Linked DNA regions of Sus scrofa: region 1 is linked to region 2. The links are chromatin contacts, called in public promoter capture Hi-C maps. All regions are on one chromosome and are shown on one strand. Each heading gives the region's core, a stretch centred on a gene start, on an enhancer-like site or on the middle of the called end of the contact. The rest is flanking DNA. Distances are from core to core; before and after follow the strand shown. Region 1 holds the start of CFAP97 (cilia- and flagella-associated protein 97). Region 2 holds the start of CENPU (centromere protein U).

Region 1 (6,485 bases), core at 3,270-5,769, 410 kb after region 2:
CAATTTTTTTATTAAGTTTCTACAAATTTTAAGGCAAATGGTTTCATAGCATAGCCCAGAGCATAAATTTTCCTAGCCCAGTTTAAAACACAAATCTTTTAAAAACAAATTACCCCAATCATTCCAACTTTCATCAGCAAATCGTGTGTATATATATATATGTTTTTATATACACATTGTCTTTTGGCCTTTTTAGGGCTGTACCCACGGCACATGGAGGTTCCCAGACTAGAGGTCTAATCAGAGCCGTTGCTGCCGGCCTACATCAAAGCCTCAGCAATGCCAGATCCGAGCCGCATCTATGACCTATACCACAGTTCACAGCAAAGCTGGATCCTTAAGCCACTGAACGAGGCCAGGGATCAAACCTACAACCTCATGGTTCCTAGTTGGATTTGTTTCCACTGCACCACGATGGGAACTCCAAAACATTTATATTTTTAAGGATTACTAAAATATACTCATTTGCACTAGTGGTGTTACTAATAGCTAAAAAGTACTGAGTACTTATATGCTAGCATTGTTCTAAGTGTATTATAAGCATTAACTCATTGAATCTTTACAACTTTAGATTTTGTTAGCCACTTATCCGAGAGGAAACAGAGGCAGAGCAAGGTTTCTAAAGCACAGCCAGGATTCTAAAGCAGGATGCTTTGAGGATTGTGTTACTAACCACTGTTCTCTGTTTTAGAAGCATGGCCCTTCTGTAAGGCTTTTTTTTTTTTAAATCCCCTGAGATCCTTTATCTCCCCCCCCTTTTTTTACTGATATCTATGATTTGAGGGTAAACAGTGAGCAAGATAACAAGACCCTTCCACCTGCCCATCATAGTGATTTTTAAGGGAAAACAGGACTTGTTTAGCAATATAGCTTTAGAAACAGCTCTCTGCAAAAAAGAAAAAAAAAAAAAAAAAAAAAAAAAAAAAAAAAGATGGCCTATACAGTTAGGATTAGATACATATGGCAGAGTTGGCCACACATTTTACTTGCTATATTTGCCATATATCAGTTTTGCTCTAACAAAGTTATCTGGGATGAATCTCATTGGCAACACAAATTAACCAGTAGCCTTAGGTAAATGTGTTTACTTAAGCAATAAGAACTTGGACTTAACTTGTGACTCTCTACCCCTAACTTAGCTTGTGACCAAATCCCCTTTCCAAAGAGTTATGAATTCCAAAGGTGTTCTTGGTAAAGAGAGCGACAATTCTGGAAGTCACTAATCCTGAAATATTTCCAGCATGCCTCCTTTTTGTGTGTGGCATAGCAGAAGAATTTCTCTGTGATCCCCGGAAACCTTCAATGAAATTTATGCCAAGTTCTTCATGATGGTACAAGGCATATAATAAACGTCAGAGCTAATGCTCTTCCCCAGGCCTGCCCTCACCTTTCCCCAAGAGATTTGAAAGGAAAAGATTTTACCCCCTTACATTAGGAAAGAAAAAACTAAGTCCTGGCAAATGGAAATGACTTGATGGATTATTTTGTTTGTGCCAAGTGTGCCTTCTCTAACTTTAAGTGTTATCAAACTGGTGAATAAAAGAAAAATGTTCCTGTTGTGGTGCAGCAGAAACGAATCCAACCGGTAACCATGAGATTTCAGTGGGTTAAGGATCCATCGTTGCTGTGAGCTGTGGTGTAGGTAGCACACTCAGCTCAGATCCCGAATTGCTTTGGCTGTGGTGTATAGGCCGGCAGCTGTAGCTCTGCTGACTGGACCCCCAGCCTGGGAACCTCCACATGCCATGGATTCAGCCCTAAAAGGCAAAAAAAAGTAAATAAAAAAAATTTTTAAAGAAAAATGAAATGGATAGTTGAAAGCAGGGATTCAAAAGGTTCTGGATAAACAGAAAAGAAGCTGATATTCATAGAGACTTTATTACATGCCAAGCATTGTTATAAGCACTTTTTCACTGACAACTCATTTAATACTGGTAACAACTTTGAGGTTGGAGACATAGAAACTGAGGGGCATACAGGTTAACTAACATTCTCAAGATCACATAACTAGAAAGCAGCAGAGCTGAGATTTGATTCCAGGCAGTTTGGCTAGAGTCAGCACTCTGAAGGATTATACTAAACTGAAACAAGCAGAGGAAAATTTATAAGCCAAAAACCTAGCAGAGAGGGATACTCTGAAACAGCCAAACACAATAATAGTAAAGAATGGGGGGAAGGAGAGGAGGAAAGGCCAACTGAGTTTTAAAAGAAGGTTCAGTTGAAAAAACTGGGGCTCTCCATGTAGCAAAAGCATGACATGGAAACCAAAAGACTAGTATGTTTTTAAGTCACACTGGGGTAGCAACATATAGTTTAAGATAACTTGCATTATATTCTGTGTGGTCAAGCAACTTTTTTAATAAAACACTTACTTCTGGGTGCTACAGTGAAGAGTCTAGAATTTAAGTTATAATATTAGAGACCAAGGGCTCATAGGAATAAAGGGAAAGGGTAGGTTCAGATATTTGAAAGACTCTGATATGAAAAAAAGGCTTTAGAGTTGTTACTTGTAGTTCCAGAGGTGGAACTTGTATCAACAGATGTAAGAAAGCTGTTCTAACATTAGAATTGCTCAAAAATGGAATGGGTTCAGAGTTCCCGTCGTGGCTCAGTGGTTAACGAATCCGACTAGGAACCATGAGGTTGCGGGTTTGATCCCTGGCCTTGCTCAGTGGATTGAGGATTCAGCGTTGCCATGAGCTGTGGTGTAGGTCGCAGACGAGGCTCAGATCCCACATTGCTGTGGCTCTAACCTAGGCCAGGTAGCCACAGCTCCAATTCAACCCCTAGCCTGGGAGCCTCCATATGCCGCAGGAACGGCCCAAGAAATGGCAAAAAAAGACACCCCCCCCCAAAAAAAGGAATGGGTTGCCATCTAAGATTAAGCTAAATAACACTGAAGCAAAGACTGGATATCCATTTGCTGGGGTGCTGCAGGGGGGATGTATGCATTTGAAGGATATGGCCTTGCCCAACCCAGCATGAACTAGGTCTGTATCAGTCCATCCATAAGCCAAATGATTACAGATACTTCTTTGAAATCCCTTTTTTTTCACAGCTGTTTCCTGCCTTGTCTGTCTTCTTCCCAGACTGTTATCATGTTCATCTTTATGTCCTGGTGCCTAAAGTAGGACCTGAGAAACACTACGTTCCAGGAATGTTTATCTGATGAAGGGGTTTGGAGTCAGGAGTCTTAAGATTGAGCCCCAGTTTTGCTCTTTGCTGGCAGGCTGAGTAAGCACCTCTTTCACTTGAGCTAGTTTCCTTGAGTTTCCCATAGTTTTCTCCCCTCCCCCCATCACTTATCTCCTCATGTGCATTTACATGGTTCCTGTAGTCCCCAGTAGTTGTAAGCATCTATGTGATCGCAGTTCAAGATAGGGGATGCATAGTCCAGTGCCTGGGAGACTTTTCCGGTTTAAATTTAGGTTAATAACATCCAACAGATGGGCTACTTTTAAGGACTTACACATTCAGGCGAGTTAATTTACGGAAAAATTATCCACCTATCCCATCCACTAACCAATCCTTTTGGTAACATTCATTTAAAAATTAATGAGATTTAATTTGCATTAGAGAATAAAAAAAATATAGATTTAATAAGACAGTAACGTTTCTCTTTACAACATACTGGGAAAGGGTAAAAATTAAATGACAGTTCACCTCACCACAGTAACCCTGCTGGTGCTCAAGGAAGACAAGTATTTGCCAAAGCTACCGGGAGTCACTTGGATGCTCACCGTTTGTTCAGCTCTGCAGAGCCTCCAGGAGAAATATTAACGGTTTCATGTTACATTAGGAAAACGCACATAAGAATCTGGCATTTTTTAAAACTGTCATTTTGATACCGTGACATTACATTTCTGTAGTGAGATGTATGATTTGATCCAAAGAAGGGAACCAACTGGGTACACGAAAATCTCCGCCCAAAGTAAACTGTTTTCCAAGAGCTCAGATTCCTTTCAGAACCCCCTCCTGACCCCGCGAGGTAGCTGATAACTGACATCCCCTCCCGCCTCAGGGTTCCGGGTTAAGCCCGCGGAGGTGCGCGGCGGTGATCGGAACCGGCATCCTGGTGGCGACCACATCTTAATTCAGGGCCGAGCCGACCCCCACACCACCCTCGAATGCGCCCCGATGGTAAACCGAGCCCTCCCATCCCGGCGGCTGGGGGTCTGGGCCCACGGCTCCGCAGCCCAGATGCCTCTGTTGCGGTTACACCCGCAGCCCAAGGGGCTGCCCGGGCCGGAGGGGTGGGGGGCCCTGGCCGGCCCACCTTCCCAACGTCCCACACCAGCTTCCGCATACCGACCCCGCTTGCTAGCCGCAGCCTGGGCTCCGGAAAAGAAAACGGATCCCGAACCGGGGCTGGCACGCCGCGGCGGGAGGAAGGGGTCCCTCGCACGCGCTCACCTGGACGCCGCGGCCATGGCAGCCGCCCCGCGCCGCCGCGGCGTTCCGGCTTCGCGCACGCGCACGCGCTCCCGCAGCCTCCTCCTCGCGCCGAGGCGGCCGGAGCTTCCGGAGGCGGACGGAGCGGAAAGGGAAAGAAGTCGCAGCGGGCAGGGCGAGTCCTGCGGGAACCGGGCTGTCCCAGACGCTTGGCGTGGAGCGGCTCCTCGTGGCGGGCGTCGCAGAGCGCGGTGGGCCCCCACAGCCCTGGGAGGCGGGGAGCTCGAGGCCGGGCCGGCGACTCTCCTCTCGAATTGGAAGGGACGCAGGAAGACAGAAACCCCCAGACCCTCAGCCGACCGGTGCACGGTCAAGGTGTTCCCTGCTGCCCCCTCCGCTGTCAGTGGCAGTGCGGGTGGGCCTGGAGGTTAAGGTTGCTGGTTTAGTAAGGAAAGCTGCTCTCTCCTGTAATTTCGTACCCAAACAACAACAGCAATAATAAATATGTAGGCGACTATGTGATTGTATCAGCAGTGTTCAGGTCAAACAACTAGTTAGTTCAACGGGCGATTGGCTGGTAATGTGTTAGGAAGTACTCTAATTACTGGTAAATGAAATTTGTAGTTAAAACCGTCTAAGAGAAAAATGATTTCTGTCCAATATATTTAAATGCTGCAATTTTTCGTTTTTGAACTCACAGGCACATAGTAGGGGTGGTAGAACAATAACCCCTCACAGTTGTCCACCTTCTAATCCCCAGAACCTGTGACTATGCTGCTTCACGTGGCAGAAGGGACTTTGCTCTGTGATTAAGGATCTTGAGATGGGAAAGTCAACCTAGGTTATTTCAGGTGAACTCAATGTAATCCCAAGGGTACTTACAAGAACTTTGAAGTCAGTAATAAGAGACAGGGTCACATAAGCAAGAGGTTGTAATGTATAGCATGGTGACTTTAGTTAATATTGTGTTGTATATTTGAAGTTTCCTGAAAGAATAGATCTTAAAAATTTTCTGCCTAAGAAAAAAAAAAAAAGTGTATGTGTGTGAGGTTGTTAACCAATGGTAACTAGAGTTGTGATCATTTTGTAATATGTACCTAAATCATTTTGTTGTACACTTTAAACTTATACAATATTATGTGTTAATTATACCTCAATAAACTGCGAACATTTTTTAGTTAAAAAATGGAAGTTCTCACTGTGGCTAATATCCATGAGGATGCGCATTCAATCCCTGGCCTCCATCAGTGGGTTAAGGATCAGGAGTTGCCTGTGGACTGCAGTGTAAGTCCCAGATGGGCTTGGATCCCTGCTGCTGTGGCTGTGATGTAGGGTGCCAGCCTGTATCTCTGATTCAGCCCTTAGCCTAGGAACTTCCATATGTGTGGGTGCAGCCCTAAACATAAAAATAAAAAAATAAAAGGCAGCAAGATGTCAGAGTGATGTAAGAGGCAGTGATCCAAGGAGTGCAAGGCACCTCTGGAAGCTGAGGAAGAGAAAGAAAGGAATTCTCCCTGAAGCTCCCGGAAGAAATGCAGCCCAGTTCGTACCTTTTTTGTGCACTTTGGACCCCTAGGATGGTAAGAGTATAAATTTGTGTTGTTTTAAACCATTTAATTTGCAGTAATTTGTTATAGCAGCAATAAATGAATCCAATAGGTACTTAATCTTTTTTACATGAAAGTGTAAAGAAAGTTAGGAACTTTCCCAAGGAGTCTCACTAAGGAGTTGACTTTTCTTTTCTTTTCTTTCTTGTCTTTTTGCCTTTTCTAGGGCCGCTCCTGTGGCATATGGATGTTCCCAGGCTAGGGGTCTAATCGGAGCTGTAGTGACTGGCCTACACCAGAGCCACAGCAACTCGGGATCCGAGCCACATCTGCTACCTACACCACAGCTCACGGCAATGCCGGATCCTTGACCCACTGAGTGAGGCCAGGGATTGAACCTGCAACCTGATGGTTCCTAGTCGGATTCCAACCCCATGCGCCAAGACAGGAACTCCATTTCCTTTCTGTCTTCATAATGCATTTTGAACTTGTTGGTCCTGACTATCAAGTACAGAGAATCATCTTTCTGTTCTTTTAGTAGGCTAA
Region 2 (6,672 bases), core at 220-2,719:
CAAGGAGCAAGAAGAGACTCCTAAAAGATGGAAATCTCCTTGATAACATATGTCAAACTTTCATTTTGGGGGGGGAGGATGAACAGATTTCATGAATCTCAAAAGGCAAAAATGTTACATGTATGTGTATATGTTTGTGTACAGAGAGAGAGAACCACCCCCCCACTGGCCTAGCAGATAAAGTTTAACTCTTGTCACCTGATGTTTCAAGGCTCCAATATTTTTTCCCAGTCCTCCTCCCCACTGTGGGCGTCTTAGGTTCTTCCCCACTGGCCACTGGAATCTAGTCTCAGTTTACTCCACCTCCCTGCTTTGTCTTGCCCCAGCCTTTCCCCTATGCTGTCGGCTTGCCTCTACCATCACCCCACATCTACAAATGCACCTTCTCCGGGAAGCCTTCCCACGGTCCAGGTGGAACTCCTTTGCAGACTAATCAAAGCAAGCCAAGGCCCCTCCAGCCAGGACCAGACACCACCAGCAAGATACTTGCCAACAAATCCAGAGGGAATAACATTTTAGAGAGCAGTTTTGCAATCTATTTTAAATTGCATGCCCTTTTTGATTAAAAACAAAAAACCTTGCCCCATCCTGGCTGGAGTGCTCCTTTAAGAACCACAAGCAGCCGGCCGGAGATGTAGTTCAACTTTATGGTCTGTGGTTTGTGTTATAAAAACAAGCAAGGTCTTGAAAATAAGAATACTGACTACCAGCCAGAGTGTAAAAGCCACTAGAATGTGATGTCTGGCAAGTGGTAGAGTGGTACGCCCTCATAAGTTATTTGTTGGACAGTTCGTTTTAAAATGTTTTGTCTACTTTAGACTACACTCACCCAAAATGATGCTAACACTAGCCAGCGTTCTCGCCTGCCCGTCAGGCACCGTTATAAACTGTAACTCCTCTAAGCTTCCCCGTAATTCCTAGAAAATTGTGACTATTATTACTCCCCTTTTACAGACCTGGAAACTTATCGCTAGGACAAACAGCACAGTGCCAGAACCAGGCAGCACCAACAGCTCCGAGAGGCCCAAGATCCGCGGAAGAGAAAGAAGATAAAGTGGGCCCCAACCTGCGTCGCGAGGGTCCTCAATACCTACCCTGAGCGCGTTACTCGTCCCGGCTGGGCCATCACGGCCCACAGCTCCCTGCGCCCGCGCAGCTCCTGAAGCTCCCGCCAAACCCCGCGCTGCTCCCAGCGGCCAATCGGGGCCGAGCACGCGGGCACGCCTCCCGCCCCGCGCCCGGTCTTACACACAGGCGGGCTAGGGCTCTTCCCCGTCCTAGAGCGCTAGAAAAAACCCGGTCTGGTACTGCGCTAGAGCGGATTTGGAGTCCAGGCTTTAAAACCAGTTGCTGACAGTGCATGATACGCCAAACATTTGTCGGGTTTTTCCTCTCACCCACGTGCCTCGCCCTTTTTCCTAAGTTCCAAAGAGTCAGAGCCGCCAGGGCCCGCCCTTGGGGGCGGGAGGGGGAGGAGCCAGAGCCGGAACTGGAGAGGGCGCCCGCCTGTGAGGGGCGGATCCAAACCCAGGGTGGGACCGCTGGGTGCTTAAGCGCCTGCGCAGCTATCTAGAGTAAAGATTTGGAAATAAGGTTTGATTTTTAGTCTGCCAACGCCTGTAATCAGTTGTGTCATCTTGGCTTATTATTTTATTTCTACCCCAGTTTTTTCACTCATAAGTGGGGAGGGCCTTTTCTGGAGCTAATATTCTCTGATTCTTTACTTTCTCTCTAAAAAATGCATTATCCTGCAAAAGATGATTTTGGACCCCTATCACCCCCCCAAAAAAAATAACTCACTCAAAATGGATCAAAGACCTAACTATAAGGGCTAAAACTATAAAACTCTTAGAAGAAAATATAGGGCAAAAGCTTTATGACATTGGATCTAGCAATGATATCTTGAATCAAGACATCAAAAAGCACAGTTTAGGATGATGAAAGAGTTCTAGAAGTGGCTAATGGTGGATGGTTGCATAGCCATGTGAATATTCTTAAGTAGTGCCACTAAATGGTACAGTTGAAAGTGGCTAAAATGCTAAACTATATGTTACGTATATATCACCACAATAAAAATTATTAGAGTTCATGCACATAATATAGCATATACAAAGATAAAATGGAGCACACAGATGGTCACCACTGGATAGGAAATTAATATTTATCATTCCTGGAGTTCCTGTCGTGGCTCAGTGGAAATGAATCTGACTAGTATCCATGAGGACAAAGGTTTGCTCCCTGGCCTCATTCAGTGGGTTAGGAATCTGGCATTGCCAGTGAGCTTTGGTGTAGGTGGCGACATAGCTTGGATCTGGCATTGCTGTGGCTGTGGCATCGGCTAGTGGCTATAACTCTGATTGGACCCCTAGCCTGGGAACCGCCATATGCCATGCGTGCAGCCCTAAATAGACTATACACACACACACACACACACACACACACACACACACACACACATATATATTTACTTAATTACATAATTACAAAGTAATACATATATATATATTTATTTATCATTTCTTCCAAGGATAACCACACTTCCAATGTTGCGTTTCTCATTCCCATGTTTTTCTACCTTGCTATATTCCTAAAATGTTATTTATTGTATATTTTTAAACTTTATACAAATAATATTTGGATGTATTGTGCAAGTGCTCTTACTCAAAGATATAAATTTTAGGTTTATTCACAGTGATGCATGTAGCTCTCATGCATTCATTTTTGTAATGCATTAAGTAAATATATCACATTTTCTTTATTCATTCTTCTATGTATGGATAGATCAGTTGTTTTCAGTCTTTCTGCTGTTACCAATGATGCCCAGCTAAACGTCCCTGTAAGTGTCCTGCAGGGTACACAGCTACGAGACAGGGATAGACGCAGCAGAGCTATTATTGTCTCATGGGATAGAGACATTTTCAGCTATGTGAGAATGCCAATATTTACACATTGTTTTATAAGCAATTAATAAAATCTTCCTGGTTACATATACTTGTCAATACTTAGAATTTTCAATACTTTAAATGTTTTACCTAACTAGCAAGTTAAATGGTATCTTATTGTGTTTTTGATTGCATTTCTCTTAAGTTGATCATATTCTCCTTGGTTATAGGTCCATCCTGATTCCTTTTCAGAAAAATACCTGCTCACCCCACCTATGAATCACTAGGGCAATTGCCAGAGAAGAGTAAATTGCCTTTGAGGTATTGAAGGTACTTCCCCACTGAATGTAGAAATAGTGTTCCTGGAATCTCAGAAAATTGTCACCCTTAAGAGTGTCAGGGGAGTTGTCTCGTGGCGTAATGGTTAACATTCTATCCCAGGCCAAGGAACTTCTGCATGCTGTGGGTGCTGCCAAGAAAGAGAGAGAAAGAGAGGAAGGAAGGAAGGAGGAAGGAAGGAAGGAAGGAAGGAAAGAGGGAGGGAGGAATAAGAAAGGGAATGTGGAAAGGAAGTTTCATTTCCCAGGAAAGCGACTGTTGTCAAACCTTTTGTGCTATGGGTCCAAAAAAAGAAACTATCCAGTTGTTAAAACAAGAAGAGGTTCAGTGCTCTGGATGGAAATAAAAACTCAAACCAAATAGGTTTAAATAATAAAGCAATTTATGAACTCATGTCACTGAAAAGTCCAGTGCTAGGATGGTTGTCAAGCTTAGTTTGAGCTAGAGGTTGGAGAAGCCATCAAGGCTTTGAATCCATTTTCTTGCCCTTCTTATATGGTCAGCCTTTTCCTCAGCCTGGATCCTGCCATTATCATCATCATCGCCTGGATTTATTGAGCTTTTACTATGATCTAGTCATTGTTCTAAGTGTTTAGTATTTATGAAACCATTTAATCCTCTCAGTAACCCTATGTGGTAGGCTCCAGAATCCCACTGTACATATGAGGAAACTAAGCAGCAGCCCCGCAGGTAGTAAGTGGCTCTGGCTGCACTAGATCTGAGGACTCTGGCCCAGAGCTTGCATCTGGCAGCCCTTCCAAGTCTCACCTCAGAATTCCATCCTTCAGAGACAGAGAGCAGCTATGTCCCAGCATTCCCAGAAGAAGGCCTAAGATTTACTCTGATTAGATGAGCTGTCATGATGTACCTACCATTATTAGCCAGAGTTCCAGAGAGACAGAACTAATAGGATATGTGTGTGTGTGTGTGTGTGTAGGTAGACAGACAGACAGACAGCTATGTGTGTGTAGATACATGATAGATAAATAGATAGATGATAGATAGATAGATAGATAGTTTTATGGAATTATCTCACACAATTAATTATGGACACTGGCAAGTCAGAAATGACCAGCAACCTAGAAATCCAGGTAAAGGTTGATGTTGCAGCCTTGAGTCTGAGTTCTTCAGAGCAGCAGCCTAGAAACGCAGACAGAATTTCCAAGTTGAAGTCTGTTCCCAGTCCCCATCCCCTCACAACCACCTACTTTGTTCTCTGTATCTCAAAATCTGTTTGGTTATGTTTGTTCACTTGTTCTTTTTTTTGACTCCACGTATAATTGAAATCATAGAGTACTTGTCTTGGCCTCACTTATTTCAATGAGCGCAATAGTCTCTAGATCCACTGATGTTGTCACAAATGGCAAGATTTCATTTTTATGGCTAAGATTCCATTGTGTGTATGTGTGTGTATATATATATACCACATCTTCTTTACCAGCCATCAACTGTTGATGGGCACTTGGGTTGTTTCCATATCTTGGCTATTGTAAATAATGAGCGTGGGGGCGTGGTTCATGCATCTTTCTAATTAATGTTTGCATTTTCTTCAGATAAATACCCAGGAGTGGAATTGCTGGATCATGGCAATTCTATTTTTAATTTTTTGAGGACTCTCCATACTGTTTTCCGTAGTGGGTGCACCAATTTTCCCCCCACCAACAGTGCCTGAGGGTGCCCTTTCTCCACATACTCCCCAACACTTGTTATTTGTTGTCATTTTGGGGGGGGGGCATTCCCACAGCATGTGGAAGTTCTCTGGCCAGGGATTGAACCTGCACCACAGCAGCAACCAGAGCCACTGCAGTGATAGCACCAGATCCTTAACCCACTGCATCACAAGAGAGCTCCAAAAAGCTCTTTGGTCTGATGTAGTCCCATTTGTTTATTTTTGCTTTTGTTTCCCTTACCTGATGAGAAAAAAATATTACTAAGCATAGTGCTATGTTTTCTTCCACGGATTTTTATGGTTTTAAATCTTACATTTAAGTCTTTAGGCCATTTTGAGTTAATTTTTGTACATAGTGTGAGAGAGTAGTCCAGTTTGATTCTTTAGCACGTAATTGTCTAGTTTTCCCAATACCATTTATTGAAGAGTCTATCTTTTCCCCACCGTATATGCCTGCCTTCTTTGTTGTAGATTAATTGCCCATGTAAGCATGGATTTATTTCTGGGCTCTCTATTCTGTTTCATTGATTTATGTGTCTGTTTTTGTGCCAGTACCATACTATTTTGATGGCTGTAGCTTCATAGTATCTATGGTGCAGTCCTGAGGCAGGATTCTTTCTTTGGGAAATCTCAGCTGTTGTTCTCAAGGTCTTCAACTTATTAGATGAGGCCCACCCATCTGCTTTACTCAGAGTTTACCGATGTAAATATTAATCACACCTTAAAAAAATATCTTTGAAGTCCCCATTGTGGTGCGGCAGAAACATATCTGACTAGTATCCATGAGGATGCAGGTTTGATTCCTGGCCTCGCTCAGTGGGTCGAGGATCTGACATTGCCCTAAGCTGTGGTGTAGGTCACAAATCCCGGGGTAGGATCCCACATTGCTGTGGCTGTGGTGTAGGCCAGCAGCTGTAGCTCAGATTCGACCTGTAGCCTGGAAACTCCCGTATGCCGCAGGTGCAGCCCTGAAAAGCAAAAAAATAAAATAAAATAAAATAAAATAAAAAAATACATTCACAGCAACATTTAGATGGATATTTGACTAAGCCAGTGGGCACTATGGCCTCAACAAGTTTACGCATTATCCATCACACTACCCTTAAACTAGCCCTTGCCAATGGAATGCATTCATTAGCTTCCTGGTACCACATGGATCCTCCCGGAACTGGGGTGGTAGATGGTGGGGGGAGGGAGTTGGAAACTGGGAAAGTGGGAAATGGATCTTCTGGAAACAGACAACCCAAATCCACTAAAGGAACTTCCCCATAATTGTAGAGCCGGTCATAGGGAAGCCAGGATTCCAGCCTCCAAACTCACGCTGTTCTCCTCCATCATGATGTTTGCCCAGTTAGACCATTAGCTTAGAGCAGTGACTCTCTGTTTGGGTAAGGGAAGGGGAGAGGGAAAGGGGCACATTCCAGGGTCTCTGGGGCATGCGTCATGTGACAAAGCAAATCAACACTATAATGTGGAGACCATGCTCAGCTTGCTGTGGTCAGAGGCTGGGTAAGAGCCTGGTCTAAGACTTTGATGCTGACCAACAACCTCAAAGCTTCTGCTGGTTGTTTGTTCTGCTGGGAATGGACATGAGAGCCCCCTTGAGAGCATCTGAACAGATAATGGCAGGAGTAGAGCCCAGTTTCAGGGAGGAGGAGGACAGGAAGGTTCATCATAAGACACTAATAGAAACGTGGGGCTGGAGGCTGGCTGGAGGGGGGAGGAGAGACAGTGGAGGAGAGAGGAGGGACTCAGCGAATCAGAGAAGCTACAGCCAAGGGA

Evidence for each region. Promoter capture Hi-C pulls out the DNA fragments that hold promoters and counts their contacts.
Region 1: a contact with region 2 is called in a promoter capture Hi-C map of fetal liver, with 3 times the contacts expected there. The contact joins the promoter of CFAP97 here to the promoter of CENPU in region 2. A contact is called at or near these places in 1 of 5 promoter capture datasets (fetal liver) and 2 of 47 Hi-C or Micro-C datasets (liver and skeletal muscle).

The regions. Positions count from the first base shown.
Region 1 is chr15:46,252,959-46,259,443 of Sscrofa11.1, forward strand. It overlaps CFAP97 (cilia- and flagella-associated protein 97), which reads right to left and starts at 4,520. Exons shown (of 7, transcript XM_021075563.1): 1 at 4,414-4,520. The coding sequence starts at 4,430.
Region 2 is chr15:45,849,992-45,856,663 of Sscrofa11.1, forward strand. It overlaps CENPU (centromere protein U), which reads right to left and starts at 1,470. Exons shown (of 12, transcript XM_013984043.2): 1 at 1,095-1,470. The coding sequence starts at 1,126. PRIMPOL (DNA-directed primase/polymerase protein) reads left to right here. Exons shown (of 15, transcript XM_021076332.1): 15 at 955-1,061. The coding sequence ends at 974.